Regions from separate parts of the Mus musculus genome. Here all the other regions are linked to region 3. The links are chromatin contacts, called in public HiChIP or PLAC-seq and Micro-C maps. All regions are on one chromosome and are shown on one strand. The core of a region is the stretch at or near the end of the contact, and the rest is flanking DNA. Distances in the headings are between cores, read along the strand shown.

Region 1 (3,938 bases), core at 1,284-3,783, 370 kb after region 3:
CTTCCGAAGGTCCAGAGTTCAAATCCCAGCAACCACATGGTGGCTCACAACCATCCGTAACAAGATCTGACTCCCCCTTCTGGTGTGTCTGAAGACAGCTACAGTGTACTTACATATAATAATAAATAAATCTTTAAAAAAAAAAAAAAAAGACACATCTTCCCCGGGCAGTGGTGGCGCATGCCTTTAATCCCAGCACTTGGGAGGCAGAGGCAGGCAGATTTCTGAGTTTGAGGCCAGCCTGGTCTACAAAGTGAGTTCCAGGACAGCCAGGGCTACACAGAGAAAACCTGTCTCAAAAACCATTAAAAAAAAAAAAAAAAGACACATCTTTGGAAAAGTCCCTTGTCCAGTGGAGTTGGCACAAGCCTTAGAATCTGTCACAGCAATCTAAGCTTCCCCAGACTCACTACTGAGACTACAGACAGAAAACATCTGAAACAAATGTGAAGACTGAAGAGCAAAGTAATCCAGTGACTGCCACACACTTCACACTGACACCTACCTTCCCCAAATCACTCTTCTTCACAATACCATTATGTGTATTTTTCAGTCACATTGAGATCACCCAGCCCAAGGGAGGAGCTAGATCATCACTAACAGTCTTTGATTCCAGAACTATTCATCAAGCAAAACACGCAAGAGTCCTAGGCTGACATCCTAAAACACTAAGCTTTTTACCAACATCATTGTCATAATACTATAATAATTCTATCTTTCCTCATTCTGTTCCTCCACTCAGAATGCCTCCCAAAAGATCATCCAGCCCTGTTTCTTACTGCTCCCTAACCAGGATGATCCTGATTGAATCTCTAGGAATGGTATCTTCCTCTGCCTTCCAAGAAACTGAGGCAAGCAAGGACTTAAGGGTAAAAGCATGGAACTGGCGGTCTACACATGCAACTCTGCCCTGTGGACAGTAGTTATATCGTGGAGCTACATAATTACCAAGTGTGAAGAAGACACTGAAACAATGCCTTAAAATGTCACCTTAGTGTATATTTCTAGGAATGATACGACCAGTTTGGGCACCAACATCTCACTTGTGTAATATTGCACTTGGAGATGAAGGCAGTTTCCAGGGCTTGGCGATTTACCAGGCATCGTCTAAGTCCAAAAAGGTTCCAAAGTTCTTGTACGCCTTCTGATTTACTCAAGACTTACACCTGCACTATGAACATCTGAATATCTATTTCCAATTCACAGTAAGTAATCTCTGTGAGATTCTTCCTGCAAAAGTTCTGCACAAGACATCTATTTACTAAAGTGATAACAAATAGCTAATTCCGAGCTGGGGAACCCTTAAAAATAAAACAAAACAAAACAGTAAATAAAAAGATAACAGTAAGTAAAAAAGATAAAATGTGGGTCTATTTCCTGGTTCTAAATTACTTTAGAAGTAAGAAAGCACTAAGTCCATGGGACGGACCATCGGATCCATGTAAATCTACAAGGGGAAGGGGCATTCAGATACACTGTCACTAAGATCCCGCCTACTTCTCTAAGGTCTTCTGCCATCCACAACTTTTCAAATCAATCTTAGGATGCAAGAACAGATTTTCACAGTATGCAACGGTCTTCCACAATTCTTTGCTTTGCCCACACCGTCTTTAGTCTGTAGTCTTTCTTCCCTCACTACCTGGGTATCTACATACAGTTCCTACAATTCCCGCTAGAGTCCCACGTCCCTGAGAGTACAAGGCAGCGAGTTTGCCCAGAGGCTTATGTACCATCAGTAGGAACCCAGTAACAAGTGGAGACTCCACTCCACCTACGGATGGACTGCCCCCTTTCTGTGCTCCCGCGATATCCCGTGACTAATTCTACCATAACAGTCTTCACGTGTGCAGCAATTATCGCGCGCTCTAAAAGGACGAGGGTGGTAGCTGACGTCGCCCTGCATCCCGAGAACGTTCCGCCACAGGAGATGCACAGCGGAGAGGCTCAGTATACTTCTGTGGGATGAAGACCGGCAGAGTGCGGGAGCCACCGGACAGACCCGCATCCCTTCAGCGTAGCCGGCGCCCAGCCCCGAGGCTCCACCAATGAGGCTGCGCGCTCCCGGTCGCGCCGCGCCCCGACCCGCGCCCGCCTCCGGCCAATGACAGTCCTCTGGCCCCGCTGCCTTGCTCCCGCCGTCCCGGCCTCCGAGCTCAAGCTCCCGGGGCGAACAGCGACCGCGGGCTGGGCGTAAGGGCCGGATGGCGGCCCCTCCGCCCCAGCTCCCACCTGCCGGGACGCCGCTACAGCCGCGCCAACCAGAGCGTACTCCGCGGCCGAGCGTAGCCCGCTCCTCTGCGCCCGCCCCACACCGTTCCCAGGCAAGGGGCTGGGCTCGGGGTCGCGGCCTGGAGCTCCAGGCCCACAGCCCGGCGCACTGACCTGAAAGTGCAGCGCCATCTTCCCGGAGCGGCGCAGGCCGCGCGGCCCGAGGGCCGAGGGGAGGGGGAGCGAAGGCGCCGCGCGAGCCCGGCCGCCGCGGGATCCCCCCAAGCCGCTCGCTCCCAGTGCTCGGCGCGCTCCGCTCGGAGCCCGCAGCGGGACTGGGCGGGGCCGGCGGAGCGCGGGGAGGAGGGGGCGTGTCCTTCGGGCTCCTCCGCCCAACCGCCGGTGCGCTCCTTTTACAACCGCTGCATCCTCAGAGTGAGCCTCTGACCTCTGACCTTTAACTTTTAACTCACCACCACGACCCAACTGCCCGCCTCAGCTGCCCACTTAGTTTTGGAGACTGGGTCGTCGGTCTCACTATGAATACTGTAATACGTGAACCAGGCTGGTCTCGAACTTGAAGTCACAGTCATCTGCATGCGGCCTGAGTGCAGGCATAGGTGGTGTGTGTTACTGCCCACTTTGGCTCCTAAATCTGTGGTAGATAGGCGAAGAGACTGCTCAGCAGTGGAGAGCACCCTCCCACATGTTCATAACTGCATGTAGCTCCAGCTTGTGGAAATCCAACTGCTTTAGCAGGCACCTGCATCGCTTTCATACACATAATAATAAACCTTAAGTCTACCACAAGCCATATTGATTCCTGACAGAACTCTGAAACAAATACATGACTCCCAAATCCCACATCTGCACAGATGTTCTGTTCCTCTAACACACAGCCTTTGACCCCCCCCCCCATATGCTATCCTTAACTCTTGTTCCCCAATGCCCAACTCCCATTGTTTATTTTTTTAACTTTTTGAGTAAGTTAAGCTGACATTGTGTATGAGGCATTAAAATTATAAAATTCTGGCTTGTCTGTAACTCCTTGTCTACACTTTCACATGAACTTATATTTTACACCAAATTATTTCATGGGAATAGGAGTTATTGAGCAGATATATCGAATCAGAGTTGCTCATTACCAGTGTTCTTCATTTCTCCAGAGTTCAATGCTTCTATTTAACAGCCTTTTTATGTATTTAAGGGGAAATTTTCCTGAAATGTTTCTTACAACTTAGGTATATTAACAAATTCTCTCAGCTTTTGTTAATTTGAAAGCATTTGTTTTGTTTTGTTTTTCGAGACAGGGTTTCTCTGTATAGCCCTGGCTGTCCTGGAACTCACTTTGTAGACTAGGCTGGCCTCAGAAATCTGCCTGCCTCTGCCTCCCAAGTGCTGGGATTAAAGGCATGTACCACCACGCCCGGCTCATTTCATCAATTTTAAAGGTAGTTTTGCTGGGTATAAAATTCCATAATAGCCTTTTGGGCTTTAGTTTTTTAATCTTTTGATACTTTAAAGATGATATTTCATTGTCTTCTGGTTTACATTGTTTCAGTTGAAGAGTTAGCCATCAATCTTAATTATTGCACCTTTAGATAATATACTCTAGAGTACTTGAAGTTTTTTTCTTTCACTTTGTTTTTGACCAGTTTCAGTTTGTCACTAAGTCTATGTGTTATATTCATCCTACTTGAAATTAATAGTTGTTCTCGTGTGATCTGACA
Region 2 (4,277 bases), core at 1,709-4,208, 450 kb after region 3:
CACAGACCCTGGGTCAGGAAATTAGAAAGACAAAAGGCAGCCAGGTGACTTGCTCAGAGGAAATGAAAAGGAACCATGCTGATGGTGTTCCTAGCACCCGCCAGGCCGACTTACTATGAGGGGATATTATCCCCATGTAAGGTGGGTCAGTGGTCTCTAACTGACCCTCACTGAGGTCCATGCTGTGGCTGAGAGGTGGGTGGCCTTGTGGGAGAAATATAGTTTCTGAAGGTGTAAATACATTTGAGAATGCCGTGACTCCAGATTCAATCCAGTTCCAGGCAGAAGGGCCTTAATGTTAAAGAAGCAATTATTCGGGGCTGCTCACTAGAGGAAAGTTAAAGCCAGCTTTATTCAGAGACTGTGGCAATGGGCTGTTTGTAATGAAGGAGCTAGATTGGGCTCAAGGCTCAACTCCCAGTACTGTATGGGCAAATGGTTGTCTCTAGCCACGGGCAAGGATGAAGCTTCAAGAATGCAAAATAATGACAAGAAAGTTTGAAAATGTGAAATGGCCAATAGATAACATCAGGAGTTAAGAAAGATTCTGGAAAAACCGACCAGACAGGATTTTAGCTGGAGCCAAGCCAAGTGAGCAGACATCATCTGTGACATGGTGGAAAGTGAAGAAGCGTAGGTATCCAGGATGATCTGGCGTCAAGGCTGGGTGCTTTCTGTTGAAACTGGATTTTAGAAGGAATTTCACAGATGGGCCTCATTGAGGGTTCAGGAGTCTGTCTAAAGTCAGACAAGCAAAGAATTGGTGTCAGTAGGCTAAGAAACAGATGGGTCAGGAGATGCAGGAAGAATTTGGAGAAGGTAAGTATCTATGTAGGCTCACTCTGCTCTATGTCTATAGAGAGATACTCTACTCAGGGAGGTGTGCAGGGGTGGGGATGAGAGTCACTCATCTTGTGTGTGTGTGTGTGTGTGTGTCTGTGTGTGTGTGTCTGTGTGTGTCTGTGTGTGTGTAGGGGCTGGGTTTTGGTGACTCTGAGGAGTGTAAACAAAGCCCTGTTAATTGTGATAATCTAGGTTGTTGGACCTAATGTCCCCAACATATCATTTGGAGTAAACCTTTTTCTACCTCTTCTGGCCCCTGTGCCATATAACCATTTGGACCACATCCCCCACACCAAAGAGACCTCTATTTGACTACGTCTTGGGTTTCAGCTCTGGTTTTAGGGAAAGTGATTCATCTGGGAGCTGGCATGAGACCAGGAGGCTAGGTCAGTCCCCCAAGCAGAGAGTGGCAACTCCCTCTACCTCCTTCTGATAGTCCAAGGGAAATTCCAAACTGGGGCCCAGGTTGACCTCATCCTCTTCCCAGCCTTCACCTCTAGGAAGACTAGGCATTGCTAACTTAACAGACAGCCTGCAGGCAGGTCTTAGGGTGAGAGTCTAGGATACCCCTGAAGCAGGTGCCTACCTGAGACTTGCTCCCAAGGAGAGAATGTTAACATTGTTCTATACTGACCCCTCCACAGCGACTGTCCTGTCCCATCTGATGGTGTGTGGGTCTCTTTGCAGGTTGTGAGCAGTCCTGATCACATAACTTATGAGCTGGGGAAATGCTCTTGGATTGAAATGTGGTTTCTCATTAGGCCAACATTGACTTATATCTACTCTGGGCCACAGTTTGTGGCAGTGCTCTCAGCACTTGGGACCCAAAGATGTACAAACCATGGTGAGAAGGATATCTCTTGAACAGCAATCAATTAAATAAGAGAAAAGGTTGTAGACATGAATTTGTGATTGAGGGAAGGAACGTCTACTTACTAATCCAGTTTTTGTTGCTGTTGTTGTTGCTGTAACACAATGCCAGAGGCTGGGTACTTAGGGGCTTTATTAGTTCACAAGTTGGGAGACTGCAATCAATACAAATAGCATGGCACTGGATCTTTAGGGATGCCTATCTGCATCACCTCATTGTAGTGATAGCCCACAAGAAGGAACACCAGTGGAAGGGGAGAACACTGGGCAGGACAGGAGGCGAGACTCTGGAGGAGAGACCCGTCATCTGTCTTTCCTCTGGGCCCTGCTCAGAAGAGGTCACGTCACCCCTCAACAGTGTCACACTGGGAACTGAGCTCCGAGCACACAATCCCAGGGGAACACACTAAAAGCCATTGTAGAGGAAGGAGTTGATGAGGGAAAGGAGGGAGGGTTTTGTGTATAAAATTTCTGGGGATCCTGGAAAGGCTCAGGTAGGCAGAAACTGAACTAGCTCTTGAAGGGTAAACAAGGCAGCCTATGTGGGAGACCAGAGGCTGAGGGCAAGAGTGTGTCCCAGAAAGACCCTGAGGTGGTCAGGATGAAGGCACTAGCATGGGGACATGGGCAGGGGCTTCAGGAGGACACAGTAGCATGCATGTTGTCAAGTAAGCCACAAGAGCCAGCAGAGGGCTGAGCTTGACAAGCACTAATTCAGAGGCCGCACGCAACTGCAGTAAGATTTATCTGTAACTCACCTTGAAGGATGAGTTTATATTTTTCTGTCATTCCCACAGAGGCTGCCAGACTTAGCAAATACAAACAATGAACATCTAAGGGAAGTCTGAACTTCAGAATGATGATCAATATTTCGAGTCATGCTCCTTTGACATTTGTCCAAAATTTAAATTCAGTTCGGGTTTCTATGTTTTCTGTAACCGTTCGGCTCCTAGCCCAAACCTGAGGGAAAATGGCCCCACATCCGCTTTTTTCTCTGGCCAGAGAGCAATTACTTACACTTGTTTGTACAATGCCGCTCTCTCTGCTTGAATTGGTTAAAACAATGGATCAAAATATACGTGTATCTGGGGAGTCCTGATGTCTGCCTTTCTGGAAGACTGTGAGAAATTGGATCCAAATATCGGTATTTCTTGATGATTAACTATGAGCAATGTTTGCCTCTGTGCACGCTCTCCTTTTGAACAGATATGTCGGATTGCTGAGAACGTGAGCCAGCCACTTGCCTGTGCTTGGGGCCCCGCACTGTCAATCCCTTCACTTTTCGTGGGCTCTTTTGGTGTCTGTAACCATTACGGTTAATGTGTAATTAAACTGGAAAACACCTGCTGGAGGCCAGGGCCCGACTCTGCTCCATAAACAGCAATTTACTGAATGAGCCAGTAAATAAACAATTCCTGCCAGCTAGAGAGAGGCCACTCCTCACCCCTATAATTTAGAATAAAGTTAACCCCTTACAAGTTACAGAATATTATTTAAATAAGGCACACGGACGAAAACCACCTATAAACATAGTCTAAGAGGCTGTCTTTGGAAAGCCCCAGATGGAATGGAGCTGACCCAGGAGCCGGGTGGGAAACCTTGGGATGAAAACCCCTAGAACCCTGAGGGCACTGAGGACTAGTAGTTTTACAGAGAGATCAGTCACCCAGAAGCCTTGAAAAGAAAGAACACCATAGAGGACTGCGGGATGTTATGAGGGCCTTCCAGCGGAGACAAGGCTGGGGCTGGCCAGATGGGTTTTCAGATGGGTATTTAGATGGTAGGTCTCCCAAGGACTCTAAGTTGTGAAGAGCAAGGTGCTAGCCCCTCTCCTTCAGACACACATCCTCCTAGACTTTCATTTCAGGCCAGGAAGTGATACAGAGACATCAGTAGAGACACTTTCCTTCCTCTCCCTCCTCTAACCCCTGTCACTTTCTTTCCCTTCCCCTTCCCACGTTCTCTCTCCCTCCCTCCTCCCAAGTTCTCTCTCTCCCTTCCTCCTCCCCTCACCCTCCTCCTCTTTGTCCTTGTTGTAACTCTGTGGGTTAATCCTTATTCCTACAAAAGCCTTTGTGGGTTTGGTTGGTATGAGTCAATTTTCGCAAAGGCTGGTCAGCTCTCAGAGAACTGGCCAAACCAGGTTGCTGACTTGGAAAGGCCTAGAATGTGTGTGTGTGTGTGTGTGTGTATGTATGTGTAGGACAGCAAGTGCCTATTCCACCTCTGCATGGTTCCTTTGAGACCCTTAGCAAGCCCCAGTGGCCCCACTCTCCCTACCTGGACAGCACTGGGGTTGCAGGTGAACAGAGCCACAGCAAGTTTTCTTTCTTTCTTTCTTTCTTTCTTTCTTTCTTTCTTTCTTTCTTTCTTTCTTTCTTTCTTTCTTTCTCTCTCTCTCTCCCTCCCTCTCTCTCTCTCCCTCCCTCCCTCCCTCACCCTCCTCCTCTTTGTCCTTGTTGTAACTCTGTGGGTTAATCCTTATTCCTACAAAAGCCTTTGTGGGTTTGGTTGGTATGAGTCAATTTTCGCAAAGGCTGGTCAGCTCTCAGAGAACTGGCCAA
Region 3 (4,012 bases), core at 130-2,629:
AGATAATCCTCTTTTGGCCTATGTCCAGTTTATTCTGGGTCCCCTCCCTTGTAGCTGTAGGTAGGTGGAGGTATTGGGCAGCTGGTGTTTCCTATTCTTATTGCCACCCCCCCCCACACACACACCCCGCCCCACACACACCATGCTGAGGCAGCCCTGGTCTGGTTCTAATCGGGGCTGAAGTCGACTCCCTACCCCCCCCCCCCTTTTCCTTCATTTCCACGGCTTTGGAAGCCAGAGCATTCCAACTGTCTGTGTGCCAAGACCTTCCCGAGTCTGAAAGCTGCTGAAGTAACAGATCAGATTTTAGCAAGTGCTTTCCAGGCTGAGCGCCAAGCCCTTTTCTGATTCACAGAGAGCGAACGGGGACCAGGCAGGGAACAAGCCCTGGGCTGCACCACCTTGGGCAAGGACATGTGGAGCAGAGCGCAGCAGGATGGGGAGAACTCTCTCTCTCTCTCTCTCTCTCTCTCTCTCTCTCTCTCTCTCTCTCTCTCTCCACACACACACACACACACACACACACACACACACACACACACACACAGAGTAATTTACAACTAAAGCTCTCTCTCTCTGGACTCAAAATCCACTTAGCTGAAAACAACCTTTTTGTCTGCAGGGACAAGCAAGCCGTAAAGGGACAGTTGGCATAAAAACCTCTAGGTCCCTACCTCGCCAGCTGTGGTCGGAGGTTGGAGTCCCACACATCACTCGGGCCAGAGTCAGCCCTCCGACTCTGAGAGATTTCCCTACCGAGGCTGACCGAGGCCGCGACAGTCTGCACTGGCTCAAGCAGTAGCTCCTAGCCCTTGGCCTGATACCGCCAGCGCAGGACGCGCGCGAAGCCGCCCTTCTGCGCCCTGGGAACAGGTGCACTGGGCTTGTTGCCCAGGAGGGGTGGGGCACCGAGAGGGGGCGCGGTCCCGGGAAGGGGGGTCGGCCAGCACCTCGAAGAAGAGCGCGCTGGGGTTGGCAGGGGGGTGGGGGAGAGACACGACTCGACTCTCAGGAGCCCACGTACCTGAACCTGGAAGCACAGCAGTAGAAAGTGTAAACACCTGCGGGAGAAAGAGGGAGAGGAGGTCAGTGAGATCCGAGGAAGGGGCACAGATAGACAGACAGACACGTAGCAGAAAGTCGGGCGGACAGACAGACAGAGCCACACACGCACAGGGACAGGCATCCAGGCAGGGTGGCCAGACCCGGGCGGGTGCTTACAGGCAAGTGCAGGCGGAGGGCGCTGAATACATCGCGGGGCGGGGGGGGAGGCGGCGGCTCCTAGCCCAGCCTGCACATGTCCGCTCCGCGCGGCCGGGACCGGGCGCCTCCGCCGCCGCCGCCGCCGCCGCCGCCGCTGCTGCTGCTCCCTCCTTGCCGGCTGCTTCTGCAGACTCTGCTGCTCCGGGGCGCTCCGCGGCGCGCCCTGCGGCATCAGCGCCCCGCGCGGCTCCTCCGGAGCGCTGCGCCCTCCGAGCCGGCGCGGGGGCTGTGGGGCGAACGCGGTGCGGGAGGAGCCCGGCCGGTGCGGGGAAGCTGGACTGAAGCGGGCGGACGGGAGGGCCGTCTGGACGTTCGCGAGACGCGGGCTGCGGGTTCAGTCCAGGGGCAGCATGCACGGCGGGTGCTGCGGCAGAGGCGCCGCAACCGGGACGCGAGGCTAGCGGGGCCGGGGTCAGCGCTCCGAGGCTGGGGCGCGCATCTGCAGTGCGAACGCGTCACGGCCGCTCCGTCTGGGCGCCCGCCGGCTCATGTCTCCTCCTCTGTGTCTCTCCGGCCGTGCGCATCGCCGCCTCCCACCGCTGGCGGCGGCCGGGGCGTTTTCTACGCGAGGGCGGCGAGGGGGCGGGGGGCCAGGGGCGGGTCCGGGCCCGCGCCGGCACAATGAGGATGCGGGGCCCGGGGGCTCCCCCCTCGGGGCGCGGCCGGACGGGCGCTCAGCGCGGCTGGGTGCGCCGCGCCCACATCAAAGCCGGCCCTGCCTGCTCGCCTGCCTGCCGCGGCCTCTCCGCTGCCTCCTCCTTCTGGCGGCTCAGGGTTGGAGGGGAGGCACTCAATACTGTCGGCAATGGGACTGGCCGTTCAGCATGGCAGAACCCACGAAGCTGGACCTGGTGAGCGCTGGAAGCCGTCGGAGCTCTCCGACACAAGGCTAATATTGGCCGAATGGAGCAGGCGGGGTTCCCAAAGAATGCTCACATTTGCTGTTCATATTCACATCCACTAGAGTTGGGAAGCAAGGGGAGGACAGACGAGGCCCGCCCGGTGGGGTGACTCAACTGAAAGGAGTCGTGTTTACCCTTACCCTTAGGCCACGCAAGATAGTGGCTTTTCCCAGACACACGCACCACCACCACAACCACCACCGTGGGATGACTACGCTAAGTAACGCCTTCTTCTGTTTTGCCGTAGGAGATGGCAAAGTCTCAGGGGCGTCTCTCTCCCTTCCCCCGCTCTGGGACTCTAAGGTCGGTTCTAGGGATTCCAGCTGCGTTCTCTAGTTAGGTGACCCGGGTTTTGGAAGCACACGGCTACCACCTAGCGGCTCAAAAATGTCGCTGTAACCTCGCCCCTGAATGGCTACATGCCTGGGAGTAGCCAGGACTCTGGTCAGCGCTCACTCCAGGTCCTCTTCAGTTCGCAATCTAAGCAGCTAGTTTTCCTGCCCTTGATCACCAACCCTGAACTTTTTCTGTCCTTCCATTAACCCCCAAATGTAGATATTGTTGTCAGAGGCCTGCCTCATTCTGTCTAGAGCCTGGGTCAGCCAAGTTCTGCTTTGGACTGATGCTAAAACAAACAGGTCACAGTGGGCAAGAAACTAGAGAACGAGCTCAAAATGCAAAACTCAGGAATTCGGATTATTTGATTTAAAGGCCTTGTGTCCGTAGCTGTGGTTGTTATTCCCCGTTCGCTGGAGCAAAGTGAAGAAGGTGCTGCTCGGTGGTGTTATTTCTCAAGTTATAGAAACATAGTATTTGTTCCAAGGACCAGACCTCCCTGTAAGCGACTTTCAGTTCTTTTTCAAAGTTGAGGCTAAGGGGGCAGTATTAAAAACAAATCCTGAAAACCTTTGCGAAATCGAGTTGTTGAGAGAATTGTTGCATGAAAGGAAGTTGATTTTATGTTTATTGTCTGGGCTGCCTGAACTAGCCTTGCAAAGTTACTAGTAACTTCCTAAATTCTGGAACCAACCAACCAATAGAGTGAAATGACAAACCACAAATAGGGCTGAACCAAAAAGTGGTCTTGCTTTACAGACTGGCACACGTGTATCTGCTGACATGTTTCATGTATCTTCTGGCTAAAATTAATTTTTTCCTATCTGCACTTTATTAGTTTTTCATTACTTTTGAATACAATGGGTAACTATTGTCCCACCTACAGTGGTTTGATGACCTCAGTCATCACACAAGACAGTCCCAAAAATTTGGTGGTCTGAGGACATTAATTCAAGAATCAAAAGTTCTGGTGCTGGGGGGTGTAGCTTGGTAGACTCACAGTTCAATTCCCAACACCCACTAGAAAATGGATAGAAGCATTCAGCTCTATGTGATCCCAGCCACTCAGGTAGAAGCTGCAGATCAGCTCAGGCTTATGCTTGGGTTCAGCCAGCTAGTGGTCCACCTGGGTGCTACATAGGCCCTGTCTCAGAAAAGGGATAGGGGCTACTGAGCTGGCTCAGCAGTTGAGTATTTGAGTACCTGCACATGTGGCATAGTTAGTCCTAGACTTGAATGTTCTTCCTTGCCTGCCAAAAGACTTGAGCATACAATGAGATGGGGCACATTATAAAGACAAAGGCAAACTAATAGCTATAATCCCTATCTTTTCATATTTCTCAATTTTGTGTAGAAACCAACCTTTTCTTAGAGTTGAATCATCAAAACTCTGTTGAGTTCAGTCACTTAAATTAGGTCACTTTTCAATTACACCCTGAAGCCCAGTTAAGCGTTAATATACATATTGAATGACTTTTGAAATGTTCAAAATGGCACTAAGTGCTAACTTG

Evidence for each region. Hi-C and Micro-C count contacts between places; a contact is called where the count stands out from the background. HiChIP or PLAC-seq counts read pairs in DNA pulled down with a chosen protein or histone mark.
Region 1: a contact with region 3 is called in a Micro-C map of embryonic stem cells, with 4 times the contacts expected there. The contact joins the promoter of Ranbp17 here to the promoter of Fgf18 in region 3. A contact is called at or near these places in 1 of 39 promoter capture datasets (neural stem cells), 1 of 484 Hi-C or Micro-C datasets (embryonic stem cells), 4 of 115 datasets of contacts at active chromatin or transcription factors (astrocytes, embryonic basal ganglia, embryonic stem cells and 1 more) and 1 of 9 other capture datasets (pancreatic islet).
Region 2: a contact with region 3 is called in a FOXA1 HiChIP or PLAC-seq map of pancreatic cancer cells. The contact joins the enhancer-like site here to the promoter of Fgf18 in region 3. A contact is called at or near these places in 4 of 39 promoter capture datasets (the 3T3-L1 cell line, embryonic stem cells, frontonasal cranial neural crest and 1 more), 1 of 15 datasets of contacts at CTCF or cohesin (embryonic stem cells), 2 of 115 datasets of contacts at active chromatin or transcription factors (embryonic midbrain and pancreatic cancer cells) and 4 of 9 other capture datasets (adipose tissue, embryonic stem cells, liver and 1 more).

What each region holds. Positions count from the first base shown.
Region 1 is chr11:33,511,220-33,515,157 of GRCm38.p6, forward strand. Ranbp17 (RAN binding protein 17) reads right to left here and starts at 2,534. Exons shown (of 28, transcript NM_023146.3): 1 at 2,383-2,534. The coding sequence starts at 2,400.
Region 2 is chr11:33,598,598-33,602,874 of GRCm38.p6, forward strand. No RefSeq gene overlaps it. Among named protein-coding and RNA genes, the nearest start is that of Gabrp, 22 kb to the left of the region's middle. Within about 2 kb of position 2,959, at least 11 of the 459 cell types and tissues checked have an H3K27ac peak or open chromatin away from gene starts, as enhancers often do. A contact at or near this core is called in pancreatic cancer cells, where this site is marked.
Region 3 is chr11:33,146,021-33,150,032 of GRCm38.p6, forward strand. It overlaps Fgf18 (fibroblast growth factor 18), which reads right to left and starts at 1,380. Exons shown (of 5, transcript NM_008005.2): 1 at 1,222-1,380; 2 at 1,025-1,061. The coding sequence starts at 1,253. RefSeq lists promoters at 1,197-4,012, 1,197-2,140 and an enhancer at 1,955-1,985.